Regions from separate parts of the Hordeum vulgare genome. Here region 2 is linked to region 1. The links are chromatin contacts, called in public Hi-C maps. All regions are on one chromosome and are shown on one strand. The core of a region is the stretch at or near the end of the contact, and the rest is flanking DNA. Distances in the headings are between cores, read along the strand shown.

The links. A called contact is a pair of places that touch in the nucleus more often than the background predicts.
Region 2: a contact with region 1 is called in a Hi-C map of leaf, with 3 times the contacts expected there. The contact joins the promoter of LOC123426998 here to the enhancer-like site in region 1. A contact is called at or near these places in 2 of 6 Hi-C or Micro-C datasets (leaf and seedling).

Annotation. Positions count from the first base shown.
Region 1 is chr2H:525,010,692-525,013,391 of MorexV3_pseudomolecules_assembly, reverse strand. No RefSeq gene overlaps it. Among protein-coding and RNA genes, the nearest start is that of LOC123428596, 18 kb to the right of the region's middle. Within about 2 kb of position 1,396, at least 3 of the 3 cell types and tissues checked have open chromatin away from gene starts, as enhancers often do. A contact at or near this core is called in leaf and seedling, where this site is marked.
Region 2 is chr2H:525,109,035-525,111,734 of MorexV3_pseudomolecules_assembly, reverse strand. It overlaps LOC123426998 (F-box protein At1g70590), which reads right to left and starts at 1,335. Exons shown (of 5, transcript XR_006622353.1): 1 at 656-1,335; 2 at 115-248.

The sequences.
Region 1 (2,700 bases), core at 147-2,646:
GTAGTTGATGCTACAAGTGATAATTTACATGTGATATTGTTCCTACATGCCTTGTTGGATCCTAGGGTTGTGTTTCGAGCTAGCTTTGTGCCTAGATGTTACATGGAAGTACCCATGTATTATATATGCTTTTGGGTAGAAACATCCCAGGAATCCAGTGGTGCAATCAGATTTCACTTTAGAGCAACTTCATAAACTGTCATTTTTCTGTCATGATGCCATGTTTAGAGCTTTGTATTATGTGGTGCTTTGACCCTATGAGAATGAATCCTTGATGTAGTAGTTGTGGGTGAACCCCTCGACAACATGGGGTCTTTGTTTTATTCATAGAAATTTTTATTCACCTTTTGTGCCTTGTCAAAGTTGACACTTGGCTGAAACTGACAACTTGTGAAAATCTGTGATTTTCACGAAGTCTGAGAATCCGCTGTTATTTTCTTCCCATGTTGTTTTGGTTGCAAAAGCTCACGTGTTGGGAATCAGCCCATGCAACAAACTAAAGTTTGTGAGCTTTTGTGTTTGTCTAGCTCCCTGTTAAATTTCATGCTTACTCACTTCCTGTAGTATCATTTTGGAGGCTGCCAAAACGCTTCAGAGCATAAGCAACTCGTGAAAATCTGAGATTTTCACTAAGTCCCGGAATCTGTAATTTTTGTCCAAGTTAGTGCTTGTAGATCTGCTCATGTGTGACTCCTTTGCATTAACTTATTGCACAGGCTTGTATAGCTTTTAAATGATTTTTGCCACATATCTTGTTTGGCTCATTTGAATGGTTATAACTACTTTAAAAATTACATACATATCAAAAATGTATAATGTGTATGAAAAAATATATTAAAATAAATATTACAGAAAATGTTAATCATGTATATGATAAATATTAAATATGTACTAAAATATATTAAACATATATAAAAATAGATTTAGTATGTATAAGAAAAAGATACGAGGTACCAAGAAAAGTAGACATCAAAACATATATATGCAAACATGTTAATCATGTGTATGAAAAATGTTAAACCTGTATATAAATTGTTCATGTGTGTACCGAAAAAATAGAAATATGTGTGAAAAAAATAGACATGAATACATATATTTTTTTAAAATGCTAATCAAATATTATGTGGAAATTAAACATATAATACAGAAATGTTCTTGACGTGTACAAAAAAGTGATAATGTGTAAAAAGATGTACGCATGTGCTGAAAAGGATGAAAACTAAGAAAACTCAAAAAAACACAGAAAAGCAACGTAATATTACGATCATCTTCGTCCGAAACCTGAGCGAGTCGCCAGCGAAGAAAAGAAAAAGATAGGTCAGCCCAATACCTACGTGAGGGAGTGACAGTTTCACGAAGTGACCATGTATGGGGAGTCGCTAGTCAGCGCCTTCGGCGCCCATTAGGAGAAGGGGCGCTCACTACAGCTCAAAATGGACCGGCCCACGACGGGGCACTGCAGAAAATGCTCGAAAAAAATTATGTTCGCGCAGAGAATTGAACTAGCGACTTGCACTACGTTAAATGTTTTCGGTAACCAATAGGGCATGCCGCCACATATGACATACTGCAGTGCTAAATTTCTATAAACTATCTTCACCGCTCATACATGATTTTCATTAAAAAAGAAACTTTGCAGATTTCGAAAAAAAGTTCATAAACATGCAAAAAAAAAAACTTACCCTATTCAAGAAAAGTTTATTGATTTTGAAAAATAACAATTTAGAAAAAATAGTTAATAAAAAATTAAAAGAAATCATCAAATTTTTGAAAAAAAGTTCACAGATCTGAAAAAGTTCACCTAATTTTAGGAATAAGTTCATCCGATTTGAAAAAAGTTCATTAAATTTGATTTTTTCATAAACTTTGAAAAGAGTTCACCAAATTTGAAAAAGTTAATCAAATTTGATTTTTTTATAAACTTTGAGATAAGTTCATTAATTTTGAAAAAAGTTCACATATCTGGAAAAAGTTCACCTAATTTTAGAAAGAAGTTCATCTGATTTGAACAAAGTTCATCGAATTTGATTTTTTTTCATACACTTTGAAAAGAGTTCACGATATTTGAAAAATGTTAATCAAATTTGTTTTTTCATAAACATTGAGAAAAGTTCATCAATTTTGATTTTTTATCAAATTGAAAAAGTCCATCGAGTTTGAAAAACATATAATTAAATTTTAAAAATAGTTCACAATTTCATAGAAAGAGTACAATCATTTTGCAAACAAAATTTAATCAAATTTAAAAAATCCTCGATTTCGAAAATGTTCACGCATTTAGGAAAGTAAAAAAATGATGAGGAAAGAAACGAGGAAGAAGGAAAACAGTAACACACAGAAAACGAAAAAAGAGAAAAAAAGGAATTAGAAAAAAGGAAAAAGGAGACGGAGGTAATAAAACAATTGAAAGTTAAACCCGAGCAGAACCTTCTCCTTTTTTTTGAAACTTTCCCTCCTTTATTCAGAGTCTAGAATAGTAGTATCATTTACAAGTAAGGAGAGAACCTCAGGAGGTGTTGAATCTAACCAACAACTAGGAGAAGAAAATTTAACAAGCCTGGCCATTTCAAGGGCTATGTGAAACAATGATCATAAACTACATGATTGAAATCAGAAGCCATGAAGAAGTAGTCATCGATAATTGCTGAAGCCACCGAAGAGGAATTGCCATTTTTAGGGCTTCCACAATATCCAGATTGT
Region 2 (2,700 bases), core at 86-2,585, 98 kb before region 1:
AGATATCACAAAAATGAAACTGGTTGCACCTGTAAGCGTCTAGAGTAACTAATTATTTTGATATGGGAATTGTTTTGTAAAGCACAGTTGTGTAACACAGAGCTGGTATCTTACAGCTTCCCGTTGATTACGCTTGATTCCTTTTCCATTCTGCAAGCAGAGGGCTAGGTTGTACTGGGCACGAACATTGCCTGCGGATGCAGCTGGATAAAACCATCTAACAGCTTCCTCGGCCTGGGGTGGATCAGCTGTAGTGTAAAGAGATTTGGCAACATTGTCAATTCTGAATTTCTAATGATCTGAGATGAAGAGTTTGATTTCAAAAAAGTCGATAAGATACATAAAAGGTATTTCCTCTGCAAGTTGGGTATTTACCACCCTTTAGAGGTTATAATCAGACTGAAAGACCCTCATAGTTTACTTAAACAGTTTTGCTAAACCACATCTAGATGTGCCCTATGCATTGCACATCTAAGTCATATGTCATTGATTTTACTTGAAAGACTATAACCTCGACTGTGCCGCAAAGGAATCTAATCACGCCTGGCTTGCCAATCAGGATACTTCGGGACTAGACAAATTCGTCCTATCAATCATTTTGCTACCTGCTGGAACAACCCTCCAAGAAAGGAAATATAGGCCAAATCTACGATACCTTCGAGGTAGGACACTCCGAGATTGCACATGCCGACAGGGTGTCCCAGCTCCGACGCCGCCTGGTAGTACCCCACCGCCTCCTCCCGCCGCCCCTCCTCCCAGCACATCAGCCCGGCGTCCACCATCGCGGCCGCGGACCCCAGCCTCGCCGCCCGCTTGAAAAGGCCCAGCGCGCTATGCCTCGCCGCCTCGCGCCGCCCCTCGCCGTCGAGTCCGGCGGGAACGGCGGGGCCGTGCTTGAGGCGGCGCCCGTGCGCGTGCAGCGCCGCCGCCTCGCGGAGCGGCTGCAGCGCGTCCCGCCACGAGCGGCACGCACGGCTGGCGGCCGAGACGTCTGCGGCGCCGACCGCGGACAGCGCCCGGTGGAGGAGCTCCGGCGGGAGGGACGCGAAGTCCGCGCCGGAGCAGACGGGCGCGTTCTTGGGCGGGGGAGCAGGCGGCTCCGGCTTGGGCTTCTTGGAGTGGCGGCGGCGGCGCCGGCGGTGGGGGTCCGAGGACGCGCGCAGCCGGGAGGAGAAGGGAGACGGCGAGGGGTTGGGCGGCGGCCAGGTGCGGCTCGCGGCGTCCATGAGGGGATGGGGACGCGTTGAGCCGCCCTGCGTTCGGGGGGAAGCGGTTTGGGGGGACGGGATTGCGGAGGGTGGGGTGTGCACCAGTGCGGGGGCCGGGGAGGTCAATGTGTTCACGGGTGGGTTAAGCTGGTTAGGTCTTGATGATCCGTGGGCCCATGTCAAGGCAGCCACGCAATTGGGCCGCTTGACAGTGACACGTCGCGCGCGGCGGCGGAGGTTTCATTTTTTCAGGATTATTTTGAGGAGACCATTAGGCTAGTCATATGTGGAGTGGAGAGTAAGGCATGTTTGAAACTCCTGTGGCTTCATAAAAATCAGCCCTGTTTTAAAAAAGTAAGCCAAACAAGATAGCATTAGGACGGGACTGCTTTAATCCATTAAAATAGTTTTGCTTCACCTAATTTACTTTGGAATTACAGAAGTTGTAACCCTTTCAAAAAGAGTGTTTGGCTTTCATCTACCTCCAGCTTCAAGAATGAGAAATTTGGTGGAAAGGATATACTCCTTCCGTCCGGAAATACTTGTCCTAGAGATGAATGTATCTAGACTTATTTTAGTTATAGATACATCCATTATATCAATTTTTTGGACAAGTATTTCCGGACGGAGGGAGTATATCACTCGATGAGTAAGAAGAAACAAAAGGGTATCCACTTACTAGTGACAGTGATGGGTAATTTCCTTCCAACTACAGCTTTTTTTTGGAGCACCTCCTAAAGAGAGCTTTACAAAAAACATGGAGTTGTATCCGAGATTCTATTTTTTTTATGGAGCGGTATATTGTGGAGCTATCGTGTTTGCCTTGTATTTTCTAGAGCGAAGCTGAATTTCTAGGAATGGAGCAGTCCTAAATAAGCCCTGAGATACCGCTCCGCTAAAAAACAAGAATCTAGGATACAACTCCTTGTTTTTTGTGAAACTCTCTAGGGGGGGCTTCATAAAATTATAGAAGGTGAAGTTGGAAGAAAATTACCCATCACTCCCATCACTAAGTGGATACCCCTTTGTTTCTTCCCTCTCGTCCAATCAAATAGATCTTCTCCACCAAATTTTCCATTTGTGAAGCTCAAGCTAGATGAAAGCCAAACTTTCTCTTTGAAAGAGTTGCAACTCCTGTATGAAACTGCTCCAAAGTAAACTTGATGGAGCGGAACTAATTTTGATGAAACGGAACAATCCAAAACATGCCCTAACTTACACTAGTAACATGCATATATTACTAGTCTATGTTACTATTTTCATAGTGGGTAGTGTCATAGATCTAGTAACATAGATGCCTTCATTTATTATTTTGTAGAGTCATTTTGCATCGGAAACCTGCCGGAGCCTGGGACCTGCGTCCAAGGACTTCTCCAAAAAACCAAGGTTCAAACACTGTGAGCTTTTCTTGGTAGCCTAAGATCGGACCACAACTATAGTGAGACGGTGACTAGGGCACACACTCTCACAAAACACGACGAAGACGCGCAAG